3 separate regions of the Mus musculus genome follow, and all the other regions are linked to region 3. The links are chromatin contacts, called in public HiCAR-type and promoter capture Hi-C maps. All regions are on one chromosome and are shown on one strand. Each heading gives the region's core, a stretch centred on a gene start, on an enhancer-like site or on the middle of the called end of the contact. The rest is flanking DNA. Distances are from core to core; before and after follow the strand shown.

Region 1 (3,315 bases), core at 752-3,251, 2.7 Mb before region 3:
TTACATGACACATAATGAGTCTAACATGGTTCCAACTCTTTGATTGTCTTATCTCAGAAGAAATATAAATCACCTTTCACAAGAGCATAAAACAACTTCCAGTTTTATTTTCCAAAGAAACATGATTACATCTTTTCCAAATTCTGAAAACATCAAAGAGAGAGAGAGAGAGAAGAGAGAGGAAGAAAGAAATTAAGAAAAAGAAAACAACCCCCTTTCCCTTCGGCCACCTCTTCCTCTCCATCATTTCTTTCTTCAGTGTGCTCCACCATAGAGGTCAGGTCCACAGGTTATCTATTACTTAGCTAGATTACCACTCAAATTGTAATTACCTCTATTATCATTCTAACTACTCTTAAGGAAGTGGGTGGCACCTCCCAAGCCACCACAGATGCCTATAGTTCAGGTTTTAACCGGTTTGAACTCGGTTGGGGACGAAGCTGAGTCAAGTCATCAACATGACAGTAATTAGAATTTTTCAGTTCCAGGCTTACTGCTTCCAAGCGCATTCCCCTTAGTCCCCCTAACAGCTAAGAACCAGTACTCTCTTCACAGACTAAATCGGAGCCTCGGAATTATCCAATTCCTAGATTAGCTGGGAAGCTGGGACCACCAATTCTGTAAAAAAATTCCATTCCTCCCCACCATTATTAAGATTTGTTCCCAGTCTCTTCCAACTCAGCTTGCTCTCCCTCTCCTCACTCGCACTGCCTCATCCCCTGACTCTCCACTTCATCTCACAAGCTCTACTCCAAGGCATTCCCCCTTCCCTCGTGGCTTTAATTCTACTCTGTATTAGTGCTTCTCAAACATTTGAACCAGTTTACAAACATGGAAATTCTGTTTCCTTTCCGTAGTTTACGCTTTGAAAATTGAATCCTCTCCTCATTTTTAAAAAATGTTTGCTCCTCCTTCTCAAGGTCTGTTAAGCACATGTATATTAATTCAAATTCATCAGTACAATGTCTCAACATATTTCCCTTTCTGGCTCCCTCCTCCGGACATTTCTTGAGATTACAAATTAGCTCCGACTGTCTAAAGCAGTTTAATACAGATAGACAGTTCGATGACTGTCGCTCCAGCCTCCGTCCATAACCTGTTTAAAACAAAATCATTTCTTTTAGCAATGCTAATCCAACTTGATGTTGTCTTTGGCGAATAGTCTCACAATTCACCTGTCTGTGCCTGAATATACTTATTTGTACTGACTGTCTTGAGGGTACTCCATCAAAAATCAATACTATAAGGAGTGTCTATTATAGCCAGGAGTTAAGAAATGCAGAACAGTACAAAGCATAACGTCTGTATGGGTGAGAGCAGAAGTATACTCCAAACAAGTTTTGTGAGGCATTTTCTCATTTACAAAGCAAAATTAAAACAAATCACGTACGCCTGAATTTCGTCTTGACCATAATCCCGTATTCCCGTTTTACAGATGAAAAACCCTGAGACTTCATTTTCCACTCTTTTATTGCTACAAAAAGGACAATTATACACACAGAGAGAAAGAACAGGTCTGTACAGAACAAAGTACCCAAAGGGCTGCGAGAGTCGGATCCGGCGGGTGGACCCCGGCCCCGCCGCCACCGCGGCCACCCGGGACCTTTGCGGCCCGTCTGCAAGGTCGGCGGGAGCCCAGGGCCGGCCCCGCGTCCCACACAGGGTTAACTGGAGTACCTGGTGGCGAGGCGACTGCAAGGCCCGGGTCTCAGCCAGCCTAGCAGGTGATGTCGACCACGAGGTGAAGCCTCCGAGGCTAACCGCGTCCACCGCCCTGGCTGCCCCACACTCCAAGTATGCAGAGCGGAGCCGGAACTCGAGGAGGACGCGGGAGAGCCGGGTCTGAGGCCCCGCGGGCTGGCGCGCCGGGGGCGTGGTCAGCATCCGGGGGCGGGGCCCGCGGGGCGCGAGGCGGGGCAGGTGGAGCCTGCGCGAGGCCGGCCCCGGCGTAGGAAGGGCGGGGAGCGCGTCTGGGCGCCGCGGTCGCGTGACGCGTTTTCAAATCTTTAACCGCCGCGGCTCCCGGGTCTGAGCTACAGCCTCTTCCTGCTCCGAGCCTCCGCGCCGGAACCGGCCCTCAAGCGCGGCCCGGCGCCGAGGCCGAGGCCGGAGCCGGGGCCGGGGAGGCCCTGGGAGCTTTGTGTTCGCGGCCGTTCCATGCGGCCCCCGGTGCGGACCCAGCATGTAGGTGCCTGGTGGCTGCCATGAACCTCGAGACCATGAGGATCCACAGCAAAGCACCTCTCCCGGGTATGGAGCCCCTCCCCCGCCGCGGTCCCTTTAATCGTTTCCTGCCTGGCTGGTTCCACGGAGGGTTCTAGAGAGTCTTCCTGCGGAGGGCCTCTTGCCGCTTTTGCGTTTCTGTGGGTTCTCGGCGCCCGCGAGGCGTTCGGTGTTGGTCTCCGTGAGGGACCGACGCTGGCCGGGCCCCTCATGCTCTCCCCGCCTCGGCCGCGAGCGACCCGGCATTCCCGGGGCTGCAGGCTTCAGACAATGCGCGGGTCCCCGACGGCCCCACGGAGGAGGCGCCCACGCCCATTTGTGACTGTTCCCGTCACTCGTGAGGGAGACGGAGAGGTGTATGTGTGTGTGTTTCAACCTCATAGACAAAAGCAGATTTCAATCTCAATGTTTAATATAAAAAATTTTCATTATAGGGAAAATTCCTAAGAGGTGCATGTGTGTCTAGTAACTAAGTACTAAAGTGCAGGTTGTCTTCGAAAGTTTAAAGAAGATGTTTGATTCTCATCTGCTTTTAAAATAAAAGATGGATGGCATAGTCCTTAGTGGGCTTAGGTTCTTAATATGTAAACAAAGTGCATGAACTCCCTCGTCTAGTTCTTTTAAGTACTAGACAAACTATGAAACCAAAATGCCAGCATTTAGTAACCCCTAAGAATTAGGTTGTTTATTCTAGATGAGTGTGTGTGGCTACCTAGGTAAATAAGCTTTAAATATTTGAAACACCTGTGTTGGGTTTTCACCGACCTGTTAATTACCCACATGACGTTTACACCATGAGAAGGTAAGTTTTCCAGAACAGCTCTATAGAATTCCTGCTTCATACACGGAACAGGAGTAAATAATAACTATTTTCTGCTGATTCAGCTCTTGTTCTCCAGTATAGAGTTTTGTGGAAACCATACAGGACAGTTTGCCTTCATCCTAAGTGGTAATATTAGGGAAAACATTTAGATTCTAATGACTTAATTTGTTATGACTAGTAATGTTTCCTTTCTGCAATAAAGCTGTTGAACATTTTTTGTAAAATAAATTAAAAATTTGTCTGCATAAAATGTTGCCTGATTCTTTTGT
Region 2 (3,507 bases), core at 885-3,384, 2.2 Mb before region 3:
AAAATTGGTAAATTCAGTTATATTACAGAATATAAGATCAACACATAACAGTTAGTAGAATTTCTACTACACAACTGAAAAATAAATCAAAACTAACTAAGCAAAGTATTTGGGATAAATTTATTCAAAAAGGTGAAAAGAACTTTGTAATGAAACTATAAAGTACTGATGAAAGATTTGAAGAGGACACACACACATACACACTCACACATATATGCTCACATATACCACAGTACACACTCACACAGACTACACAGACACCATACTCCCCCACTACAGACACACACACACACATACACTCACACACTCACACCACACACACTCACATACATACCTCACATACATACATATATACATACACACATATACCACACACACATGTATCCTCACATACAACACATACACACACCACGCATATACACATACTCACACATACCACATACTCACATATAACACACACACTCACATACATATACATACCCATATATACACATACCACACACAAACACATGCAACTCACACATATCACACATACTACACACACCACAAATACAAACACTCACACACTCACACTCATACACATACCCCATACCCATACACTCACATATATACACATACATACACACCACACAGACAACACAAACACATACACACTCAGACACCATACACACTCATACATACTCTCACACACAGATACCATACACATATACACTTGCATACCACACACACCCATACACACTCACACACACTCACACACACTACACAGATACACACACACACACACACTCACACACACTACACAGATACACACACACACACACACACACACATAAATGGAGAGACATCTCACATGCATGGTTTGGAACAACCAAGACAGAACATGTTCTGTCCCAGAAACCGCACTTATTCAGCACAGTTTTTATTTCATATAAATATGAGAAAACACTTCCAAATGTATGTGGAACCCAAAACCACTCTGGCTAGCTGAAGAAATCATAAGCATAAGGAAGGAAGGTGTGGCTTCCTCTCACGCCCTTCACTGACTATGCCACTGAGTGTCATACTTTAGAATGTCTACCACTTACCAGCGTTGCCTTAACACTTTCCCTCTCCCTGGGGAACAGACACTATTCTTCCACTGGGTACAGTTTTCTGTCTGAATCATGAATACTCCTGATGCCTCATCTGTAGGGAAAGAACACTCACCTGGAGTCTAAACTTGGTGTTTTCCAAGATACTGCGGTTCAATAGGAGAAAAATTTAACCTGTTTCCTCTCTATCATTAAGAGGATCCTTCACACAGATATGGATTAGGACCCAGGGGAAAGAAAGCCATAGGCCTCGCTGTGTTTCCATATCCTAGTGCTGTGTCCAGATTTCATGAAGAATAGGTTTGCTGAGACTAAAGCCCGGTGAATAATAGCCTTTTTTTTTTTACATAAAACAAGCCAACTATTGACTGGACCTTGACGTTGGTGAATTTTCATAGAATTTTTGGCCGGGAGACATCTTGGAGATTATGTAACTGTCCCTTTTCAATGCTGGAACTCAAGAAGGCTGTTTTGATTGGTCAGGGTCTCTTTCATGCCTTTTCTGGTAACCAGTTCCACGCCTGACACCTCCACTATGACGTTCCAGTGTCTGTGAGAATGCAACATCAGCCCACACCTTAACTATACAGAACATAAGATCAGAAAAGATGTCAGAGCCCTTCCAAATTCAAGAGATCAGCTATGACCAGCACTTAAAATAGTTACTACTTCTATAGAGAGAGTTCTAGGACAGCCAGGGGTACACAGAGAAGCCTAGTCTCAAGAAAAGGAGAAACAAAAACAAAAACAGAAACAGAAACAAAAATGAAAACAAACAAACAAAAAACAAAAACAAACCAAAATGAAAAAAAGGTTACTTCTTCTTTTCTCTGCCCCACCCCGTAGTTTTATTGAGTAGCTCTCTCCTTAACCTTTGGACTCTTAAATACACTTCAACTATGACTACTTTGTCAGTTGCAAATCTAGCTCCTCATATCTCATTTACAAAAAAAATCACCTGTTTATGTAGCAGAGTAACATACAGAAACCAGTGTGCTTCACACTGAACTCCAAGGCAGCCTCTCACAAGTCGTCCATTGACTTCACCCTTCGTGCACAGTCACCCTCAAAGGGTGTGGCTGGGAGGATGTAACTGGCTTGCAGGGCTCTGCTCTTTCCCCCTTCCCATCGTTGCGATTTCTAAGCCACACACGTTGGAACATCTGGAGCTGGCATTCTGTCTCTCTGCTTAACCCTTTAGCCTTTGCTCCATAACTGAAGGTCTTTACAGCCCACCACAGGACTGTAACCTGAAGCATTTGCAATAGTCTTCCTCCTTCTGGGTTGCTTTCTATTAGGTACTCAGGAAAGGCTCACTGGAGCATGTCCTGAGCTTCCACGTGTTCTCAGGCCTTTATGGTCTTTGTGTCTGAAGAATAGACTAGGTATAAGATTCTGAGAACATATTTTCTTACTACTTAAAAATGTTAAACTCTTTAAGGACATCACAAGTTCTGCAGACAAATGGACGGAGCTAGAAAAATACCATCCTGAGTGAGGTAACTCAGACCCAAAAGAACATGCATGGCATGCAATCACTAATCAGTGGATATTAGCCAAAAAAGTACAGAATTCCCAGGATACAACCCACAGAACTCAAGAAGGTTAACAAGCCAAGGGGCCCAAGTGAGAATGTCTCAATCCCCCTTGAGAGGGAGAAAAATGCAACCAGGGGGGGGGGGGGAGGTGGATGGGAGAGGGAGTGAGGGACCTGGGTGGGAAAGGGGACAGGGAGGGGAAGAGGGGAACATGATCAGGTATTTGGGGGCGAGGGAGGGGGTAGGGGAAGACAGAACTGAAGTCCTGAAGGCCAGTAGAAAGAATGGAAACAGAAAACTTGGTAAGTAGGAGGTAGGGGGGCCCTCTAGAATGTACCAGAGACCTGGGAGGTGAGAGACTCTCAAGACTCAAAGGGAGGGACCTTAGATGAAATGCCAAACAGTGGGGAGAGGGAATGTGTAAAGTTCACCTCCAGCAGAAAGACAGGGTATCAAGTAGAGGGCTGGGGTTGCCATCCCACAGTCAAAACTCTGACCCAGAATTGTTCCTGTCTGAAAGAATTGCAGGGATGGAAATGGAAAAGAGACTGAGGGAAAGGAGGTCCAGTGACAGGCTCAACTTGGGACCCAGCTCAAGGGGAGGCCCCCAAGGACTGACACTATTACTGATGCTATTGTGTGCTTACAAACAGGAGCCTAGTATGACTGCCCTCCAAAAGGCCCAACAAGCAGCTGACTCAGACAGATGAAAATATTTATATTCAACCAATGGACTAAAGTTGGGGACCTGTGTGGTTAAATTAGGGAAAAGCTAGGAGAAACTGAGGAGGAGACTACCCCATAGGAAGATCAGCAGCCTTAACTAACCTGGACCCCAGAGATTGCTCTGACACTGAGCCACCATCCAGGCAGCATAC
Region 3 (3,027 bases), core at 290-2,789:
CCGGTGACGTTCAGCCTCTCTTTACCCGGGTCTCCCATCATAATCAGTCTCACTTGCATCTTCTCTACTTTATCTTTCACACCACATTACTCTCTTTACTTCTAAAATGGCAGTCAGATGCACTATAGGGTCCAGAAATTATCCTTCAAAGGCACATGGAGTCATCAAACCGGGAAGCCCTTGACCCGGAACCACATTACAAAAATATTCAGGTTGGAGACCCAGCTCAGTTGGTAAAGTGTCCTTGTGACTTACAGTTGGAACCTGCAGAGCTCCATTGTGGGAGGAGGGCAATCTCTGGACTTGGAGCTACAATACAGGTTTATTTTGAAATCCTCCCAACCCTTGCTTCTTGGGACTGCCACACCTAGTTATCATCTGACCTCCACGTGCATGCAGTAACATTCATCCACATACCTACAATAAATAAATAAACAAACAAACAAACGTGATGAAGGTATTTGAGTGCAGTTTGGGTGTACAGACTTATTTATAGGACCTAATTTATTTACCCTTCTGGTGTATCAACTTTATTCTTAAGATACACGCCAGAAAATGGGAAACTGAAGAACAACTGCGTGCTGGGAACAGAACCCCTGTGGTTGTGAGTCTTAGCCCACTAACTAGAAGTTTCCCTAACCCTCGGTCTAATGATTTTCTTCCTTGGAAATAAAAGCTGCAAGCGTCTATTTTGCCACAAGGTGTCAGGCCGGGGTAATTTAATCTTCAAAGGCCTTTTACACTATCTGATGGGAGTCAGTGAACCCAAACATTATCCACGGAGCACTAAGACACGCAGGACAGTGGAGTTCAGATCATCCCTTTAATTCCAGCACTCGGGAGGCAGAAGTAGGCTGATCTCAGAAAAAGAGGAGTTTGTGACCCAGGGTCACATTAAAAACAACACTCAGGTTGGAGACGCAGCTCCACCTTGGTCGTTAGTGTCTAGAGTCTGAGTTGAATCTGCAAAACTCTGTGGTGAACGGAGGGTGGTCCCTAGCGTCAGAGCTACGGGTTATTTTTAAATCCTCTCAACCCTGTGCTTCTTGTGACCACCACACCGAGGTATCATCTGACCTCCACGTGTGTATCATAATATTCATTCACATAGCTACAATAAACAAATAAACCCGGTGTAAAAGTCACTCACAAACTCAGATTCATCCTCTGACTGTCCTAACAGCTAGTCGTCTGAGAAACTGCTCTGTTGGAAGAGCGCTCCACCGCGGACGGCGTAATCGCTACAGAGCAGTTGGTCTCCAAGTGTGGGATCCAGGATCACTACAGCGTCGCCCGGCAACAGGCGAAATGCACAACTGCAGATTTCGACCAGGTCCCAGTCGGTTTCCAGTGAGCCCTGCTGGTGACCCTGGGTCCCCCTTGCACAGCCAAGGATTCGCCCCCGGCGACGCCCCTCCCACGGCGGCCGCAGCGAAGCCCCTGGGTGTGAGCAGGAGCTGGTCTCCGGCAGGGGGCGCTGTGCGCGCGGCGGCCGAGGGGCGGGGTCTGCGGAGCGGGCTGTGCTGGGCAGCGAGATTCGGGCTCCGCGTGGGACTGGGAGTCCGTCCGGGCAGCGAGCGCCTCGCCGTCGGGTCCCACGGAGAAGCCGGTGAGTCCCGAGTCTCGTTCGCAGGCCGCTTGCTCCCCGCCTCCGCGGGCCTTGGGAATCTGCTGCGGGCCGGGGAAGGGGTGAGGCGGGTCTCAGGGGCGGGCGGTGGTGCTCCGGGCAGCGGGGCGCCCCTTCGGCCCCTCGCGGATCTCGGCGAGCCCCGCGGGGAGCAGGTCTCCGCGGTCCCGGCTCTGGAGCTTAGGTCAACTTTGCAGTCAGGTTGGGTTCCCCCGGTAAGTTTGCCAACTTGGCAGTTTCCGCAAGTTTGCCTCGCTGGATGAATGACTCGTCCTGCTGTTTGAGCTGGTTTCTTCATGGAATTTTTTTTTTTTTTTTTTCATTTTAAGTCTTTGGAACACCGGTCCTACTCTTTCGGGATCTGAGTAGGATTCGGGTTTAAAATAGTCAGAGCTTTTAAATAAGGCACTCTGGTGAAAGCAACTAACAGACGTTTGTAGTCCAAGAATTTAAGTCCACTTCAAATTTAGTTATGCTGTTCCGTTGAGGTGGGGGATACATCCACATCTCGATATAAAATCAAGGGAATGTATTTAATATTAATGTTAAGCACTTGGGGAAGCAATGCTTTAAGAAACAGCCCGCTGTAGAACACCTTCCCCTCTTCCAATAATTAACTGTGGCAAAGCAAAAAAATACATTTGAAAGACTCGTGGGACATGCACTGCAACCCACAATGTATTCCAGTCACTGGGTTTCTTGGATTCTAAACTCCTTCCCATAAACATGAGTCTGTTGGGCTGTGTCAATATTTAGCAGGAACAACAAGCCAGCCAACCTAATCCAGGAAAACAGAAATCACTATTTAATGGGGAAGAAAGCTGGAGAATGTTGGTTCAAATCCTGGAGTTCTTGACATCTCTGCACTATGCTGTTTCCTGCTGAGTTTGCTGGACAGCCTGATGAAACCTCTCCTGTAGAAGTGTAATTATAGGTGTAGCTAAGGTCTGGTGGAAGAAGGCATGATTTATTTAGCTGATAGTTTGTTTTCCTGGTTTCTGGGCATACAGTCAACAATCACCTTTACGGGCATTGGCTCTTTTCCTTAGCGATGCTCCTCAGAGTGGTACCATGCAAACAAATGGCTAGGCATCTCCTCTGGGCCACTCTGTCCTTCCACCCAGAATCTCTCAGCAGTGGCTGTCTGTCATGTCAGCAAGCACCAACAACTCACTGCAGGTCACAGGACTGGGTAAAGAAAGGGGCTCTCATCCGTTTTCTCCACTTCCTTTCCAGAGCCACCATCTGTCTATACACTATTATCCTTTAAGATGTATGGCATTACCACACAGGTCTTAATGGAGCGTTTCCCTGTCCTAAACTTTCTTTGAGAACAGACTTATCATTTAACTTTGTATTTCCCGTGTCTGCCATCATTGTTCAGTGTGATTAATGAATTA

What was found. Promoter capture Hi-C pulls out the DNA fragments that hold promoters and counts their contacts. HiCAR-type assays count read pairs that join an accessible place to other places.
Region 1: a HiCAR-type map of astrocytes shows a contact between it and region 3, with 8 times the contacts expected there. The contact joins the promoter of Dbf4 here to the promoter of Steap1 in region 3. A contact is called at or near these places in 5 of 39 promoter capture datasets (cranial neural crest, frontonasal cranial neural crest, hippocampal neurons and 1 more) and 1 of 115 datasets of contacts at active chromatin or transcription factors (astrocytes).
Region 2: a contact with region 3 is called in a promoter capture Hi-C map of neutrophils, with 8 times the contacts expected there. The contact joins the enhancer-like site here to the promoter of Steap1 in region 3. A contact is called at or near these places in 23 of 39 promoter capture datasets (the 3T3-L1 cell line, 3T3-L1-derived adipocytes, the C10 cell line and 13 more), 6 of 15 datasets of contacts at CTCF or cohesin (embryonic stem cells, hippocampal excitatory neurons, large pre-B cells and 3 more), 190 of 484 Hi-C or Micro-C datasets (the 3T3-L1 cell line, 3T3-L1-derived adipocytes, the 63-12 cell line and 109 more), 8 of 115 datasets of contacts at active chromatin or transcription factors (astrocytes, bone marrow-derived dendritic cells, embryonic stem cells and 4 more) and 2 of 9 other capture datasets (adipose tissue and liver).

Annotation. Positions count from the first base shown.
Region 1 is chr5:8,421,402-8,424,716 of GRCm38.p6, reverse strand. It overlaps Dbf4 (DBF4 zinc finger), which reads left to right and starts at 2,001. Exons shown (of 12, transcript NM_013726.3): 1 at 2,001-2,250. The coding sequence starts at 2,205. Slc25a40 (solute carrier family 25, member 40) reads right to left here and starts at 1,879. Exons shown (of 12, transcript NM_178766.5): 1 at 1,678-1,879.
Region 2 is chr5:7,992,593-7,996,099 of GRCm38.p6, reverse strand. No RefSeq gene overlaps it. Among named protein-coding and RNA genes, the nearest start is that of Steap4, 34 kb to the right of the region's middle. Within about 2 kb of position 2,134, at least 9 of the 459 cell types and tissues checked have an H3K27ac peak or open chromatin away from gene starts, as enhancers often do. A contact at or near this core is called in hematopoietic stem and progenitor cells and neutrophils, where this site is marked.
Region 3 is chr5:5,747,829-5,750,855 of GRCm38.p6, reverse strand. It overlaps Steap1 (six transmembrane epithelial antigen of the prostate 1), which reads left to right and starts at 1,539. Exons shown (of 5, transcript NM_027399.3): 1 at 1,539-1,609. Gm46900 (atherin-like) reads right to left here. Exons shown (of 2, transcript XM_017321192.2): 2 at 666-2,405. The coding sequence starts at 1,925. The coding sequence ends at 1,242.